2 separate regions of the Mus musculus genome follow, and region 2 is linked to region 1. The links are chromatin contacts, called in public Hi-C maps. All regions are on one chromosome and are shown on one strand. Each heading gives the region's core, a stretch centred on a gene start, on an enhancer-like site or on the middle of the called end of the contact. The rest is flanking DNA. Distances are from core to core; before and after follow the strand shown.

The links. Hi-C and Micro-C count contacts between places; a contact is called where the count stands out from the background.
Region 2: a contact with region 1 is called in a Hi-C map of the N1E-115 cell line, with 8 times the contacts expected there. The contact joins two enhancer-like sites. A contact is called at or near these places in 10 of 484 Hi-C or Micro-C datasets (the N1E-115 cell line, adipose-derived mesenchymal stem cells, cerebellum and 6 more) and 4 of 115 datasets of contacts at active chromatin or transcription factors (astrocytes, embryonic stem cells and pancreatic cancer cells).

What each region holds. Positions count from the first base shown.
Region 1 is chr11:22,628,462-22,631,320 of GRCm38.p6, forward strand. No RefSeq gene overlaps it. Among named protein-coding and RNA genes, the nearest start is that of Gm12052, 18 kb to the left of the region's middle. Within about 2 kb of position 1,365, at least 106 of the 459 cell types and tissues checked have an H3K27ac peak or open chromatin away from gene starts, as enhancers often do. A contact at or near this core is called in the N1E-115 cell line, where this site is marked.
Region 2 is chr11:23,067,031-23,069,889 of GRCm38.p6, forward strand. It overlaps Gm12059 (a long non-coding RNA gene), which reads left to right. Exons shown (of 2, transcript XR_872307.2): 1 at 1-1,387. Among named protein-coding and RNA genes, the nearest start is that of Gm12059, 3.4 kb to the left of the region's middle. Within about 2 kb of position 1,346, at least 31 of the 459 cell types and tissues checked have an H3K27ac peak or open chromatin away from gene starts, as enhancers often do. A contact at or near this core is called in the N1E-115 cell line, where this site is marked.

The sequences.
Region 1 (2,859 bases), core at 115-2,614:
TACTCACACACACACAACACACTCACACACACACTCACTCACTCACACACACACATACACAATTTCTTCTTTCTTCTTTTTTTTAATTCGAGTGTGTGTATGTGTGTATACGTATGTTCCTTAAAAAGTCTTCGGAGGCTTGGTGACAGTATTATTTCTATCCCTTAGCAGGGCTTTTAGGAATGAAAGGGGTTTTTCCTCAACCCTAAGTGATTTGTAGCAATGCCTGGGGTGGGTTTCATCCAAAACACTGGGATCTGTGAAATGCTGCAGCTGTTTACAGTCCCACGGCTGCATCCAAGAATCCTTCACTAATCCAACTCTGCCTGTCTTAGGCCATACTATTCTCCCAAGGCTCACCTTCCAGAACGTGAAAACCTACAAAGGCAGAGGCCATGGGGACCCTTGCTGGAGGTTGGCAGCAAGGAAAGGACACATCAATAATTCCACTCCTTGGCTGCCAATGATTGGACTGTGGGTAAGAGTGGTATGGCAGCTGATCGGCTGGATTCACATCAAGGCGGTGGATGGCTAGCCAGCCTTCTTTGCTCACACACAGGCCCAGGCACAGGCCTGGCTAGAAGAATGCTCCATATTGCCTCTCCCCAGACTCAGGCAGTGACACAAGGCATGTGATAGCATCCGTCAGAACAAGTCCCTCTGGGCAAGAGTCAGTTCTTCGGCAAAAGCCAAGAGCAGGAGCACACAGCTGCCTTCAGCTGAAGTTGTCCTACACTGAAGGTTACAAGGAACAAGTTGTCCTTCCCTTCAGACGACTGACTTCCTTTTGGATGAAACATCCCAGCTTCTCCTGTCAGGAACATGCCCAAATAAAGTAGCTGCTGCAGCCTTGGAAAAGATTTAGCTCCACAGAGAAGCTGGGACCCAACGCCCACATGGGATTTTCTGGATTTGCCTTTCTTTCTCTCTTCCTTGCTTCCTTCCTTGCTTGCTTCCTTCCTTCCTTCCTTCCTTCCTTCCTTCCTTCCTTCCTTCCTTCCTTCCTTCCTTCCTTCCTCCCTCCCTCCCTCCCTCCCTCCCTTCCTTCCTTCCTTTCTTTTCATTATTATTACTATTAGTTCGGCAGCGGTCATTTGAGTTTGGCTTTCCAAAGCTGTCTGGAAAAAGCTGCCCAGGCTCAGCTGCTCAAGACTGAAATGGGCGTGATGGATGCAGCCGCAGCTCTCAGATTTCTTGTTGCAAGTTTTTCTGACCTGAGTCAAGTAACCTGTTGAGACCAGTCCCCTCATCTACCCAGAGGCCACTCAGCAAATGCTTAGCTCACACTCCTGGATTCCTGTGTGGAACAGTGGAGATAGCGATCTGGCTCGGAACAATTCCAGCTGTAAACAACGCACTTCCTGACGGCAGAAGCAGAGTCCTCGGGAAAATGGCGCGGGTCTGCCTGCAGCCCGCCCCCGTTCTGTGCTGTGGGTGATGCCCGGGGAGCAAGCCTGGAAAGTATGTCTGTTGACAGCAAGGAGAAGCGCTAAATAATCTGCCAGGGACAGGAACTGGCCGCTAGCTAGATTTTTCTACGTAGGATTATATTTTGAAATAATTGCTTCAAGATATTTTTTTAAAAACTTGGCTGGCTCAGGGAGACATTCAGATGATGGTCTGGGGCCTTCAATGTAAGCTAAGGCAGGCTTGTAGAATCATCACCCAGCACAGAAGGAAGGAAGCCAACAACTGGGGCAGAGAGAACGCTCAGTGAAGTGCGTTGGGTTTCCGGTGTCCAGAGTCAGTGTCAGACTGTGGTCTGCCAAAGGTCCTGAGAATCCAGAATGACTTCCCACATGCTCTGCTAGGGGAGTATTGGTGGGGAGGGGGGAGGGGGAGCTTTGGGGACTAGTGACAGAAAGGTTGTCAGCCTAGCCCCAGTCCACCTGGTCAGCTGACTCCTATTAGTTGATAACTCACCCTTGGAGTTACTGCGGAGAGCTGGGCAGCCCTCCCTCAAATGTCCCCTTGGCCTTCTCTCTGTTTTCTCAGGCCTCTGCACAAATGCCACCTTCTCAGGAAAATCTACCCTGTCTGAAAGGCTGATGTCCCCGCCTCATTTCCTAATGTTAAACATGTTGTCGTTCCCATTACAGTTTATATCGTCTATATTGTAACTATCTTAGCAGGAACAAAAATATTCTATTTTATTTATTTGTTTGCTTATTTTGGGACACGGTCCCATGCATACGAAGCCCACCTCAAACTCTCTAGTTGAAGAAGACCTTTAACTTCCCTGATGATTTTTGCCTCCACCTCCAACGTGCTGGGATTATGGGCACGTCACAACCGACACCCAGTTCATAGTTTCTTCAGTGTTCAGGATTGAACCCGGCTTCTTCTGCATGCCACACAAGCACTCTGCAAGCTGAGTTACATCTCCAGCCCCTGACAGGTGAAGCTATTCTAGACAATTCTGAACACACACACACACACACACACACACACACACACACACACACACACACAAGGTCCTGTATATCTCTCTAGTGAAATAATGGTCGCCATGAGATTAGAATCCCCCAAGATATTCATGCTAGGAGAAAGAAAGGATGGAGGCAGAGAGGAACATGGGTCCCAGAATGCTGTTTCACACAGCTCTAACAACTGCACAAGCCCACCTGGAGGACAGATTGGAGGTGTGAAAGGCAGGGCCACTCATTGCCCAGGACTGCTCAGCAGTGTGTACCGCGTGTCCTCTTATTAATCCTGAACTTCATGTCAGGACCCCACAGTGTGCTTGGGAGCTATGGGAGCTGTTTGTTCCTCTTGCTGGTGCGACCACACTGAATACATCTTTCTCTTCTCGATGGATGTTATTCACCTCTCTGATTGGCCTATTGAGAGGGGAGGGAG
Region 2 (2,859 bases), core at 96-2,595, 440 kb after region 1:
TTTTCGCCCCCCAAACTTCATGATTCTTGTCTGCTCTGTGAAATTATATATAGTTTTATGTCAAACTTACCACTCAATCCCTATGGAGTTTTTTAGTCAAGACAATGCATTTACATTGCTTTACTTCAATTTTTTTCTGCTAGGGACTAAACACTGAGCCTGTAAACATGACTATAGACAACTGTCACTTAGCTGACTCTCCTGAGCTGCAGACTACACCTTACATTCTACATTCACAGTCCATGTTCCCAAACTTCAGCCAGGCGTGGCGGCACAAGGCGGGAATTCTGCTCTGAGAAGCCGAGAAAACTAAGCTCCAGGCCAACCTGGGTTACAGAGTAAACCCAGTTTCTAAAACAAATCTCCTATCAGCTCTTCTACTCAAATGTCCTGCTAATGCCTCAAAACCAAAATCCATTCGTTTCAACACACATCATTCCAAATTGGTTATCAACCTTCATCCCAAACAGGTTTGTTCTATTTGGTTTTCCAATAGAGTGATTGGCCGAGGTGTCTCCATACTCAGCGTCTGGGTCTGGAGGATGGCCGTTTTGTCCCGATGCTCCTCACTCTTCCTCAAGGGCTAGCCTGAGCCTTCTTTCTGCAGAACCTGGCCTCGTCTCCCTCCACCTCCCATCCTAGGGCTCTGAGGAAAGCCTCGCTTGCCCCTGGGTCCTACCAACCAGGAGCACGAACGCGCCTTGCGAACTCGCGTCAGCACTGCCCTAGACCTTCAGTCAGGGTACAGATCACCTCGCCCACTAGCGCTGAGCGCACCGGGCTGGACCGCCTCTGCACACGCGCACAGCGGCAGGGCCGCTCTAGGCACGCAGCGCGGTCCTGTCTCGTTGGTACCGGCGCTGACGGCGCCCGCCCTGTACGCTGGAGCGGGAGGCTGTCCTGCGTGCTGTTCCCACGCTCTTCTCCACACCTCCGCAATAAAGGCGCGGGCGGCGCGCACTCCAGCGGGAAGAGGGATCGCACTTCCTCAGAAGGCTAGAGGTCCCTCCCTCAGCCGTCACGGCTCCCCCCCATCCCCCGTGGCCCTTAATCCCCTGGTGCGGGGGCTTGTTTCTAAGGCGCTGAGCCCTTCACCTTTCCGGAGCCCGGCATGGTGCTGGCAACGCCTCTCTCATCGCCTCGTTTTAAAAATAATGCGTTAAAAAAATTCAGTTTGCTATGCGAACAGCATTCCAACAGTACACAATTATATCCGAAATAGTTAAGCAATAAAAGAAAAAAAAAATGACGGGCGTTGTTGAGGCAGGAGGATTACTGCGAATTCTACTCCACCTTGGGCTACATACCGAGATTGTGTCAAAAACCACGGAGTGGGGGAAATTAAGTGAAGTAATCGTCTACGTTGGGAACCAAAGGTATAGTCAAGGTCAGCTTGAGACATGCCTGGGCTACCTAAGGTGGCTCTGCCCACCAGAGTGGGACACAAAACCCACAAGGATGAGGGTATTGTCATACTGCTATGTAAATGTAGAGTTTTCAAATATGCACAAAGGGGTTTTTGGTACCTGTTTTTCCAGGTCTTAGATACATTTTAAGTGGTCGTATGGCTATTCTAGTTGTTTAAAGAACCCATAGTTACTGGGCTTTTAAGGTATTTACAATTTTTCATTTCTACAAGCAGTGATAGATTGCTAGATCAAAGGGAATGCCCATTTGTAAGATTCTGAACCTTAACAGAGGCTTCCTAGAAGTGTTCTTATTAAAATGCATTTTCCCAGTAAGTATTAGAATGCTGCGTGACAGCATGAATCATTCTGTTACTAGTCAGCCTTTTGTCAGACTCTTGTATGAATTTGCATTTTGTTACCTAGGTATAAAACTGAATACTTTCCATATACTTACTGGTTCTTTATGAATTCCTTGCTTATAAGTTGTTTTCTTTATATTCGAGGTATTAACATTTTTAAAACTTACAGTGCTTTTGTATATTAGCAATATTAACTTTTATTTAAAGATTGCAAAAATCGTTTGGCTATTAAAGCCAGTAAGGTTTAGTTTGTGAAAGGTTTTAACTTTGTGGTAGGCATACCTAATCAAGCTTCCGTCCCTCTCCAACTCCCTGCTTACCTGATTGCATTTCCGTATACACTTGCAGGGTTTTTATTGTACATGTGCACATATGTCGTTTACTTCATTTGAAGTTTACTTAAAAGGAGTAGTCTTGCACGCGCTCGACTGGCCAGGAAGAACTGGTGCTGCTTTTATAGGCCTAGGAGGGGCGTGTCTCACACCCGGATTGGTTATGCACTAAGCCTCATTTGCATGTTCCTCATCTGATTGGCTACTCTCTCTCAGTACCTTACAGAACCTCATTATCATACCTCATTTGCATGTCTCACATCTGATTGGTTATACTCTCCGTACCTTACAGAACCTCATTATCATGCCTGGGCCAGGCAGTGTCTTTGCAAAAAACTTTACTGCATATGTACACATTGGTTGTTTGTCCAATCTTATGCGTGGTGGCCAGCAGTAGTCAGTGCCACTCTGCAACGGCACATGTGGCTTCCCACAGAGTAGGAGTTTTCAAAAAGCTTCTCTTTTTTTTTTTTTCTTCCAAGACAGGGTTTCTCTGTGTAGCCCTGGCTGTCCTGGAACTCACTTTGTAGACCAGGCTGGCCTCAAACTCAGAAATCCACTTGCCTCTGCCTCCCGAGTGCTGGGATTAAAGGCGTGCGCCACCATGCCGGGCCATAAAAAGCTTTTTTAAAAAAGGGCTGGTGAGATGGCTTGGCTGGTAAAGGCCCTTGCTTTGAAGCCTCGGGTCCTGAGTTGGATCCTTAGAACCCACATAGTGGAAGGAGAGAACCAACTCTGACAAGTTGTGATATGCATCTC